Linked DNA regions of Zea mays: region 1 is linked to region 2. A link is a contact called in public Hi-C data. All regions are on one chromosome and are shown on one strand. The core of a region is the stretch at or near the end of the contact, and the rest is flanking DNA. Distances in the headings are between cores, read along the strand shown. Region 1 overlaps LOC100273882. Region 2 has its middle 82 kb from the start of LOC100304398.

What was found. Hi-C and Micro-C count contacts between places; a contact is called where the count stands out from the background.
Region 1: a contact with region 2 is called in a Hi-C map of ear, with 4 times the contacts expected there. The contact joins two enhancer-like sites. A contact is called at or near these places in 10 of 25 Hi-C or Micro-C datasets (bundle sheath, ear, endosperm and 3 more).

Annotation. Positions count from the first base shown.
Region 1 is chr5:45,309,523-45,315,854 of Zm-B73-REFERENCE-NAM-5.0, reverse strand. LOC100273882 reads left to right here. Exons shown (of 18, transcript NM_001362448.1): 17 at 1-461; 18 at 543-747. The coding sequence ends at 439. Among protein-coding and RNA genes, the nearest start is that of LOC100273882, 23 kb to the left of the region's middle. Within about 2 kb of position 1,389, at least 3 of the 20 cell types and tissues checked have an H3K27ac peak or open chromatin away from gene starts, as enhancers often do. A contact at or near this core is called in ear and root tip, where this site is marked.
Region 2 is chr5:45,164,430-45,170,537 of Zm-B73-REFERENCE-NAM-5.0, reverse strand. No RefSeq gene overlaps it. Among protein-coding and RNA genes, the nearest start is that of LOC100304398, 82 kb to the left of the region's middle. Within about 2 kb of position 4,102, at least 16 of the 20 cell types and tissues checked have an H3K27ac peak or open chromatin away from gene starts, as enhancers often do. A contact at or near this core is called in ear and root tip, where this site is marked.

The DNA.
Region 1 (6,332 bases), core at 140-2,639, 150 kb before region 2:
ACTTAACTCAGAGGAACCTATGGCTGAGATCTCCAGCCAAAAGATTCAGATTGCAGTCCTGGACATGATCGCTGCAATATCTTCGAACAAGAGAAGTGCTGTTGCACTAGAAAGCGTACTAAAGAAGGTCTGTGGCCTTGTGGTAGGCATTGCCTACAGTAGTTTGACAGGTTTGCAGGAAGCTGCTATAAGGGCATTGGCAGGCCTTGCCTGCATGGATGCTGATCTTGTCTGGCTTCTCCTTGCGGATGTGTACTACTCACTAAACCAAAGGGAATCTTTACTTCCCAACCAAGATCTAGCCCTGGTATCAGATCTTTTGCCCCCTCCAGTGTCTTCGAGAGAATACCTCTTTGTACAGTATGGAGGTGAGGGTGTCAGGTGTGATGTAGATCCCTCATCTGTTCATTATGTGTTCAGAAGGATGCAGGGTGTGTGATCTTGTGTGACCTGAAAATCAGGTAGAATCCACAACTTTCCATCTATATCGACAGGTTTCTCTTTCACATTTCATTACTTAAGAATTCTACTTTTTTTTTCAGGTTCCTGATACTGTGTATTTGTAATCTTGCTGAGTTTCTTTGGTCATGCTAGCACCCTATGTCACACATTGAACATAATATCACCTGCTACAGAGAATGGTAAACTTTTTCATACGTGTTCTCGCACTGAAAATCATCAAGGTTGGTCACATGTCTGAAGAATGATTATGACAAGTCTTTACCACTTTGATCATAATTATATTAAGGTAGAAGTAGTGTGCTTTCTTCATTCTGCATATCCACTGTTAACCTTATAGATATCTGTACATTGCCATTGTACCATATGTTTTGGTGAATCTCGTCTAAAGTACCCTTGAAATCTTTCCAGCAAACATCAGGACTCATGATGACAATGAAGGATGTGATGGGTTTGTATCTGTTAGCCATATAAGGTTGCACGTTAAGCATGCCCCTGACTTGCCGGACGAGCAGCAAGACTTCGGGACCTAGATTGGCTAAGGCACTAAGAATAGAATAGCTTATCTACCGATATGTAAAGTCTTATTTCCACCTTTCGAATTCTTTTCCTCGGTAGCTAAGCTTATTTAGTTGCCTAATGGTCGATGTAATCTTTTTATTGTGTGATTCATTCCACTTTCATGGTATTTCCGCTCTTGTTACCTCCCTCTACCGCTTCTTCATCTACATCTAACCTCATGCCTGGCGACCTCTAATAAGTAACTGTTGATCCGGCCACATAATTGGAATGCCTTCGCGTGAGGTTGCCGGCCTTTGTGTCAGTCACTCAACATGCTCTCAACATGCTGAGGAAGGTCGTTGTTGTGCCGTAGCCGAGCGACGCAACAAGTGGCTGTTCAGAACACGGACAAGGTGATGTTGAACGTGTAGAAACAACGGCAGCGTGATGCGGAACGTCTGAAACAACGACAGCGTGATGCCGAATGCGTGGATGTAGAGCGCCTTCAAGTTTGTAAGGAAAATGGACTCCGGGCAGTTTGGCTAATTGAGTTTTGATGTTTAATGAATAACACAATCTATGAACTAATAAGTTTTTTAGTGTTTGTGTTTGTAGTTCACAGGATGCAATATTTACTTGCACTAAGGAATTGAGGAAAGCAACACCTCAAAAGAAGACATAAAATGATGCACAGAAGTTCAAGACTCAAGAACAAAAGAAGCCCGAAAAAATCAACGAAGAAACCTTGAAGAGGGCTGTCAGCCAGCGTCTGGTGGCGCATCGGACAGTGAACAGTACCTGTCCGGTGCGCACCGGACTGTTTGGTGGGACAACCGGACAGTCTGCGCAGAGAGGCCACAGACAGGTGCTCTCGGGCTGTAGCACCGGACTGTCCGGTATGCACCGGACAGACGACAACGGTCGGATCCAACGGTCGACTGCTACAGGCGTCAATGGTCGGCTGACGTGGCGTGCACCGGACACTGCACAGTGGCTGTCCGGTGGTGCACCGGACTGTACGGTGCACCCGACGACAGAAAGCTGCTGCTTTCTGTCCAACGGCTAGTTTGGTGATTGGAGGCTATAAATACCACCCCAACCGACCATTCTCAGGTGTGGGAGCCCAAGCAACATACCAAGGCATATAATGCACATTTCCAAGAGCTCAAACACCCAAGTGCTTAATAGAATCACTCGGTGATTAGCGTAGGTGCTTTGCGAAGTGCTTAGGTTAGATAGACCGCTTTAGCGCTTGCTCTAGGTGAACCCTAGTTAGTTGAGTGAGTTTAGACAAACCACACAACCCCTTGACTCTTGCGTGAGCCGTTGTAATTGTACCGAGTGGGGCGAGAGTCTTGCGAGACCGTGACAACCGCGTTTGTGTCACGGCCGCCACCGTGTACCGGAGGGAACGAGGCCCGCGGCGTTTTGGCTAGAAGCTCGATAGTGGAGACGGCGGGGAGCGTCCGAGAGGAGCCGGAAGCGGAGCACCACTTGCGAGTGGAGAAGGCCCGCGGCTCTCTACGGAGTTACTCGACCGTGGTGCTTGGCCCTCGCGTGGGCTTCCCTTTGCGTATGGGCACCAACGAGGATTAGTCGGGACCTTGCGTGGTTCTGGATACCTCGGTAAAAATACTGGCGTCATCCACGAGAGTTTGCTTCTCTACTTTGCTCTTTAAGTTTCCGCATTTATATTAAGCATCTAAGTTTCAATCTTGTATTCATACTTATATAGTGTAGATTGAAACTTAGCCATTGTGGTAGAGATAGCAACACTTAGACAAAACCTCTTTGCACTCTCTAGTTTGATTACTTGCATAGGTTTTGCTCTAGGGATTTATTTGTGGCCTAGTTTAGTGAAAGTTTTAGAAGTCCTAATTCACCCCTCTTAGGCGTCACCCGTTTCCTACAAGTGGTATCAGAGCCCGGTTTGGCTCATTTGAAACGCTTTAACTTCACCGCTAAAAGAGTCGACGCTTTTTAGAGGAAGGGGTGGATACCCATAGGCCAACACACTTCGACAGCACTAACTTCCCATATTATAGTGCTAGAATGGCTTGTTACCTAGAGGCCGTTGATCTAGGTGTTTGGAGAGTCACTCGTGACGAGATGAAACCCCTCAAGGATCCCGAGAAACCCACCACGAGTGAGGAAAAAGAAATCCATTTAAATGCTAGAGCCAAAAATTGCTTGTATGAATCTCTTAGCATTGATATTTTTAATCAAGTATTTACCTTGAAAACTGTTAATGAGATTTGGCTAAAATTGCATGAGCTCCATGACGGCACATGTAATGTCCGTGAGCAAAAACATTGCCTAGTCTTAAATGAGTATAATTCTTTTGCTATGAAAGATGATGAGCTTGTTAGAGACATGTATTCTCGTTTGAATTTAATTATCAATGAGCTCAATTCTATTGGCATTAATAAGCTAGGTGATGCGGACATTGTGAGGAAGATTATCTCCCTGCTACCGCAACAAAGATATGGAAGCATCATCACTATCCTTCATAACATGGAGGACTTGAGCAACATGACCCCGACCATTGTGATTGGGAAAATTGTGGCCTTTGGGATGTCGCGAAAAATGAGTCAGGGAGAGGAGCCAACTTCCTCAAGACCATATGCTTTTGCATGTGAAGAAAGGAAAGGGAAAAAAGGCTCCCACTCCAAGTTCCTCAAGCGAAGAAGAGGAAGAAGAAGAAAGTGATGATGATGAAGATAATCAACCATACACATCATCCTCCGAGGACGAAGAAACAATCCGACGCGTCGGAAAGGTAATGAGGATGATCCGCAAGATTAATCTAATGGGTGTGCCCCTGCAGGTCGAGGATCTTCTCTTTAACATTGATAGGAAAAAGCAAAGGAAGAGAGGATGCTTCGCATGTGGGGAGAAGGGCCACCTCAGGGACAACTGTCCAAATATGGCCAAACCCAAAAAGGAGAGGAGCAAAGGCAAGGCGCTAACAAGTGTTAGAACTTGGGATGACTCTTCAAGTGAAGATGAACCTCCAAGGACGCGCAGCCACCGGTCCTCATCACGCTCATCACAGTCATCACACAAATGCCTTATGGCAAGAGGTAACAAAAGCATTCCATCCTCTAGTGATGAAAGTAGCAGTGATGAAGAAGGTGAGGGAAAGCCCTCCGTAGATGAGCTTGCGGAAGCCGCAAATTTTTTCCAAGATGTTTGCACTAAGCAAAAAGCTCAACTTAAAACTTTGAAAAATAAGTTGGTTAGCTCTCAAAATGATTACAAAGGTTTGCTAGAAAAATTTGAAACTTTTGCAAACTTAAATAGTGAGCTATCAACTAAAATTGAGCTATTAGAATCTAGTGCTCCATCCACTGCTACCGATGATAGCCTTATTAAAAAGAATGAAAAACTTAAGGCTAAGTTAGCTAGCTCCCAAGAAGCTATTGAAAATTTGCTAGAGAAAATGGAAATTCTTATCACACATAATAATGAGCTAACTACTAAGCTAGAAAATATTGGTAGCACCCCAGCAGCATCTTTAGTTGAAATATCTGAAATAATTAAGAAAGATGCTTCTACTTCCTGCTTTGATTTAATTGATGATTCTAACCCCTGCAACCAAGTCATTGTTGAGAATATTGTTGTAGAGACATGTTTGGATGAGGTTGCAAAGGAAAATGAACAATTAAAGCAAGAAGTGGCTCGCCTTGGCAAGGCTTTGTATGACAAGAAAGGCAAAGCCAAACAAATCCGATCTCCATAGGATAACACCACTGCAAGAGTGAACAAGCCTATGGAGGGAGAAACTGTGATTTGTAGGCTATGCCACATGGAAGGCCACAAGTCTTTCCAATGCAAGGCGATGACCGAGGATAAACAAAGGCAAAAGCTCAAGCAAGAGTCATCAAGCAAAATCTCCAACACCTACATCAAAAAAGTGGACAAAAAGACTGCTACACCATATTTGATCAAGAAAAAGAATAGAAAGGTGATAGCAATCAAGGCCAACAAGCAAGCCAACAAAGGAAAAGGGGCCAAACGCATCTGGGTGCCAAAGGAAATAATTTCAACCATGAAAAGCACCAAGAAGGTTTGGATCCCGAAAGAGAAGTGAGTGGATCGAAGGTCTTCGAGAAATTTGGAGACTTGGCAAATTTGGGATGTATATCATGGGATACATCAAATTGGATCAAGTTTATTGCCAAGCGGGTTAGTGAAAATTTTGGACCCAAATTTCCCACCCATGACTAAGGTAACTAGTTTTATTGTATCTCTTGTTTTTAGATATGCGTATCTATTTACTTTGTATCTAGTTTACCTTTCTTGCCTAGTATTACATTTGTTATTTACTTTTGTTTAAAAATTATGCATACTAGGTACATCACATGGTAGGATTGCTTGCTTTCAATTCATATACTTAAGCAAACCTACATGGTTTAAAATGTTTAGTTAAGCACGGCACATAGCTTCTATATCACTCCATAGTAAATGATGCATCAATTGAAAATTTTGATTTCTACAAGCTGTATCATTTAACTTATATGTGCCAAAGTTCGGATTATGGATAATTTGCCCCTCTTGATATCAAATCAAAGTGCATGTCTCCTACAAGTATTCAAAACTTGTATGCACACCTTCAGGGGGAGGTTATTCTATAATCTAATACTTTGAGACTAACACCTTTTCAAGTCTATTTCATGTGATAGTCTCATTGTAAGGAAAATAAGGTCCCCGGAGAAAGACAACAATCTTCCACTGCAAAATCTCCAAGAACTCTCATGTCTCTCAAGCTCGCCATTGACCCTCAATTGGTATCTTTTGAGACTACATTTAGTATCATTTACATGTCTTCTCCAACATTTGATTAGACTATTTTTCATATCATATACTTCCATGTTGCTAAAAATGCATAAGTACTTAACTCATATTCTGTTACCTATGCATAAGGGAAGTTAGTCTTTTCAAATCTTGTCTTGCACCTCTAATTTTCACATGCTTTTTCCTAAGTAGAGGATCTCTGTCAGGGGAGTATTTCTTCATCTCTAAAAAGGGGGAGAAACTTCTTTCTAAATAGAACACTCGTTTAGGGGGAGTAATTCTTTCAACTGGTACCATACTTGTGGTTTAATTTAATATCCTTCTAGTGGTATCATCTGATAAAATCCTTGATGAGGGCAAGCTTTATTTACTTCCTTCATGCTTTCAATGTCTTCCTTTTCAGTGGTTGATGCCAAAGGGGGAGAAGTTTAGGGACCAAAGCAATGAAAGCTATATCAAACACCAAACACCACAAATTTAAAATTTTATATCTACAAATAGTTTTTCAAGTGGTTTTGGTTATTTGGTCCTAAAATAGGAAGTAAGTGAATTATGGAGTTAGAGGGAGGCTTAAG
Region 2 (6,108 bases), core at 2,853-5,352:
GTTGGCAGCGTGAGGCGCTACTCTGCATCTTTCCACGCGGAAAACAAAAAAGAAGGTCGACTAAAGTTAACGAACAAATCAAGGTGTCTGCACACCCCTTTTGGCGACCAGCGTCTCACAGAATACTCCTCCGGTCCTCCCTAGCTTCCCTTTCCACGGCCTTGCGCAAACTGGGACGGGCCGATCCCCCGCCGCACTGCATTTCCCAGGGACTAGGTAAATTGTTTTGTAATTTCGTTCGGCATAGAAAGCGATCGCATAATGTGTTTATCACTGGGCGTGATCGATGAGACCTACTACGTACTCGCGGACCAGGCGGCTCGACTACAGTGCTCTAGTTTTTGTTTTGGGTTACCTATTAATTTTAGAGAATAGCTAATTGTTAGGGTTGAGAAGCTTTTATGGAACTGGTCACGGCCGAATGGTCCGTGTCGTGGACAGTCCACAATTATATCAGATCGGGTGGATTAATTCGTATTTTCTTGCGAGTTTATCCCTCTAGAATTGTGAGAGTGTTGTTGGAGGACATCGGAGAACGGATTCATATCTCTCATTATATATTTGAAGGGTTACGACCAATTGAAACACCCAACGACCCAACCAAATCAATATATTTTCCGTTATTTACATTTTGCCCTAGTAGTAGACAGTAACATATTTTTGTTCACGTCAATCTTCACCTCTCTTCAACTCTACGTCGTCTGGAGACGTCTTTGGGTGGCCTACCGATACAAATCACAGTGATTGGCACGCAGATCGACACCAAGAGTTAGACTTTGTTTTTTACATAGTGTCTCCTGGTGTAAGATGCTCCCACATGTGATATTGGTGTCGAGCCAGAAGAGATAGATATAACAAAAGGAGGTAACTAACCGTGGGTGTGTGTGCTTTACATTTGACCCACATCACAAGGGGCTGCATCATTTGCAAAAAAGCCAGCCTGCCATGCATGGAGAGTGTCATGCATGTCGTCAAAAAGGGACAGGGCAAGCAAAGCACACTATGAGGCTAGCTGAGGGGGTGCATATATATATGCATGCACGGAACATGGACGCATCATGTGCTTAATCCCTTTCCGCGATATCCATGTCGCTCGCCCGCGACCGCGCCGCCCCGCCCTGACCTGCCTCCATCGAGCTTATCTCAAATCAAAGCGCCTCAAAGTTGCCGCGACAAATTATTTACCTTTGGGGGTGGGGTCCTTTCTGCGAAGGGAAAGTTTTTTTTGTTTGCCCCCCTCCTGCCCCTGTGCATGTGCACATGTCTGCAGCGTGCCTTTAGAAAAGGGAGCCAGAAACGGCACTGGTACTGGTAGTGCTGGCACATAAAAAAAAACTCATCTCCGCCAAAATAAATAAATAAATACTAGCCGTGTGCCCGTGCGTTGCCACGAAAGTTAAAAATTAGTATAAAACATTAATATAAAACAACAAATATCACTATAATATATAAAAATCTGTGTGGCAAAATGTTAGTGTGTTGTCCGAGATGTCGATGAGCCTGTAGCATCCTCGATGGGCACCTGAAAGCGAGATACATTGATTGAATCACTATTACAACCAATTGGCTATTTGGTAATAAGTTTCTATCTCTAATCCTGATTATTCTAGCCCATGGACCATGGTAGCCTATAAATACTTTGAACCATGGTAGCCTATAAATACTTTGATTTACTATCCATTACAGACCTACCATGAAGAGAGTTGTGCTAGCAGAAAAAAAGCAGGAAGGTGGATGCAACATAAATGAAGGCCCTGGCAATCTGCCCACTTCTTCTCATTGTATATACTTCAGCATCAAAAGTAGACATTGTGCTCAAGCAACCAAGGAAGTCGGTTGTATTCCACTACGAATAGTTGTCGATCGCTTTGTATCTACCTGTAAGAAAAATTAAATAAATCAGGTGTAAATGCTGATGTATGGAAGAGTCAATATACCAACCGCAAACAATGAATCTGTATGAAAAAATGTTCGCTCATACCACTTTGGATGTTATAGCAAGAACTGCCATTATGCTTGCAGCAAGAACATTGGCTACCAGGGTCCTAGTGGGCAACCATTTCAAGGATCTCTATTTGCCAATTCCATGGCCATTGAGTGTTGCCAGGTACCAGCATAACCAAACACCTGGAGGTGCTACCGAACAGCCCAGCAAGACTATGCATCTTTACTACAGTCAACACAATGCTCAGAATCCAAAAGAAAGACACCAAAATTATCATCACTGACAACATGAGTTAGTACATATAAAATCCACACTGGTTTCTCTTAAATTCCTTGACTCAAACTTGTTAAAAACGATTATGCATACCATATTTAGATGGAAGATCAGGGTAAATTAGGGTTTGGTCTGAGGTGAGTGCCAAGCAGTCTAGGCCAAACAACTTTTGGAGTCCATACCTTGTGAATACCTGATTAGTTATTAAAAACTTAAGTGCTCCTAAGGAACTGGAATAATGTAAGATAATTAATCACCCTCTAATAGCAACCTTGCCAGATCCTTCAATGATCTAAACAAGTAAACATCCGCACGTCAATACTTGTGTTGGCAGACATCTAAGCTGGAGCAATATGTGCTCAAAAACATAAATGTAATATTTCTCTAAATTTGAACAGTACAGGACCTCCATTAGTAAAAGCATGAAACTGACAAGTGTTGCCACATTTACATCAATAAGGAAATAATTATGGACCACAGTCATTCAGATGATAGAATATTGGATGATTTTTGTGGACAAATTGAAGAGATGCCCTTAAATGCTGACAACCCTGAAGAAGTTTCTGATATATCTGACAGTAGAGACGATAATTCAGATGTGCTTCATGTTGATATTGAAGACCGTGAATCTAGCCCTGTTAATTGGGAGATAGATGCTTCAGAAACTCAAACTACTATTCCTGGAAGTAGTGAGGTGCAAAATGACCATGCAGGAAAGAGGACCTCTACTGTGGATGATAGCTCATCGTCTTGTTCATCTGACTCAGTGCCTTCAGTTACTATGAATGGATCATATAAAGGAGGTGCCTGGACAAGCGTCAGATCCTCATCCAATAAGTATATCTTTGTGAGCTCCTTTATCTTTCTATAGGTTGGTATTGATCATGCTGTACTGTGATTCAAGGGAAACAACAGGAGGAATAAGGATACTGAAGCACGGGCAGGATTTGCACAAGGTGGATCATGTTCATCGCATAATGGTTTTATAGGCTCTGGCAGCAATGCCTCTGGCCACTCAAAGGAAAGACACGAACCATCGAGTTCCCCGCCGAGGAGGACGAAGACGAGGACGCCGACCGGTTAGCACGCTCTCAGGCGCCGGGGGCGGATGGGGTAATTGCCTGGCAGCGGGTTGTCGTGCTGAAGCCCGACCCGCCGAACCCTAACCCTAGCGCTGATGGGGAGGGGATCGGAAGGCGGCGTCCGGGCAGGATGCCGCCGTCGCCGCGGCGCTTGCGACGACCTCGTCTTTCCAGGCGGCGTACCTCCACCTGCAGGCCGCCCACACGACGTTCCTGCCGGATGCGGACGCCGCCGCTGTGTCGCACCTCCGGAGGCTGTCGGAGCTCAAGCGGATCGCGAGGAGCGGGCCAGTGGGCCCGCCCGTGCCGGACGGTGGTTGGGCCCTCACGGCGCACCTCGAGGTCCAAGTGCGCGAGAACCAGGCACTGCTGCGGGTCGTTCGACGCCGTGGTGAACCGCCTACAGGCCGCGCTCGACGTCAAGGCCGCCGCGCTGTGGCTGGACCTCGAGGCGCTCGACGACGCCAACGCGCGGCTCGTGGGCTGCCTCGACCGCACGCTCGCGCCTCCATCGGACGGCTCCGCAATCCGAATCACGCACGCAACCTCGGCGGCTCCGCGCCGTGAATCCGCGCCGAATCAGAGGCCTAAATGGTGGATCCCGCTGAAGAAGGATCCGTTGTGGTGCGGCACCCGATGTGGCCGTGCGGTTCGCGGCAGAGCGGTCGCAGCGGGCTTTGCGGGCGTGCGGAGCGGTCAAGGCGGGCATGCGAGCGCTTCGCGGCGGGCGTGCAGAGCGGTCAAGGCGGGCATGCGAGCGCTTCGCGGCGGGCATGCGGAGCGGTCGCGGCGGGGTAGGGAGGCGGGGGCAGTCTACAATAAGCTCTTAATAGTTAGTAGAGATAAATAAAAATGGACGCCACGTATACGGCCGGCCAGCGCGAAGAAGTCACGGAGCCGTGACTGACAACTGGGACGGCATTTTGTGCCATGCATGTGCGTGCGTGTTCCAACCAAAGCGATCCTCTTCGCTCCATTGTTAAGGGAGCGACAGGAGGCGACCCCCACACCGATTTTTTTGCATTTTGGTCCTTCATCGGAAAAAATTCACGTTTAGATCCTAGAAAATTTTAATGTCATTTTTGGACCCTTTACTCGGCGCCGTAGCCTGTGGCGCCGAGGTACGTGCTGCGTTGGCACAAACGGACGTCGTGGCGCCGACGTGGTACCGAGCTCGGCGCCATAGATCTTGGCGCCGAGCTCTGTTCTGTACAGAAAACTTGTCTAGCTCAGTTGGTAAAATACAAGGCTTTTAAACTTGTGGTCGTGGGTTCGAGCCCCGCAATGGGTGTTTTTAATACTTTTTGTTTTTGTCACTTATTTATTTTTTTTGTTGTCCATATTTTTCGTTTATTTCGCTGATTTGTCCGTACTGATTTATTTCTCATCCAGTTTTATTTTTGTGACTGATTTGTTTATTCGTCCAGATTTTTTTATCCGGTGAGCACAGCGTGGGGCTCGAACCCACGACCATAAGTATAAGAGCCTTGTATTTTACCAACTGAGCTAGACAAGTTTTTTGTACAGAACGGAGCTCGGCGCCAAGATCTATGGCGCCGAGCTCGGTACCACGTCGGCGCCACGATGTCCGTTTGTGCCAACGCAGCACGTACCTCGGCGCCATAGCTTATGGCGCCGAGCTGTGTTACCTCGGCGCCATAGGCTACGGCGCCGAGTAAAGGGTCCAAAAATGACATTAAAATTTTCTAGGGTCCAAACGTGAATTTTTTTCGAATGAAGGATCAAAATGCAAAAAATTCGGACCCCCACATGGGTAGATGCATATGACCTACCAGGTTTTGGCGCAGGTGAATGAGTGCACACACATACACATACACAACACGACGTTTGGAGACCGCGAGATAAGTAAGTACAGTACAGAGCAGCCGGCCGGCCTGATGGCATGATGAGGCTGCTGTCCGTTCTGCATGCAAACCGTAGGATGTATAGCTAGGCTAGCCTTGGAGCGCCAGTCGATAAATATAATACATATATTATTTTTTTTCAACTGAACGTGCCCGATTCAGCGGAGGCCTGATGGATCCAAGCGCACGGCATTTGTTTTTATCCTGTGGATTCGGATTCTGGTACATGTACACTGGCGGAGAGCGGAGACCATATGATATACACGCCCTAGACGCATAGGCTAGGTAGGCATCCGTGGCCACTCGAGCCATGTGGCCGCCCTTGTAGTGTTTGGTTGAAGAGCTAAGTAGAACGGAGCCGTTCCATCCCTGATTCTAGGAACGGAGCCGCTCTGTTCTGTGTTTGGTAATCTGGAACGGAGCAGTTCTGTTTTTTGTTTGGTTGTAGAGTGAACGGAACGGAGCGTGACTGTGAGAGCGGGATTGGAACGGAGCGGCTCCGTCCCATTGATTTTTTGGAGCGGAATGGTTCCGGATCTGAGGAGAATATTCCCTAATTGGAGTCATTCCGTTCTAGTTACTTTGTAACCAAACAACAACAAAACTTGGACAGAACGGTTCCGTTCTACTTGGCTCTTCAACCAAACGCTACCTAAGTTCCTTGCTCTCCTAGCTCACTGGACCGGCCTGTCTGTCTGTAATCGAGGCCGGCGGCCAGCCAGCCAGAGCCAAGTGTGCAGTGCAGGGAGGCAGGCAGCTGTGGCTTGCCTCTGCCTCTGCCGCTGCCGCTGGCTTCCCCCGATCCCTCGGCCCGCACGGTGTTGTTGTGTTTCCGGCAGAAATCCCCGATCCATCCTTGGCCCGCTTCGACTACCGTTCCCCGTATAGGCATAGGCGTATACGCATGTGATCCTCCACCGGCCCCCCCGTCTCGGCGCGCGCG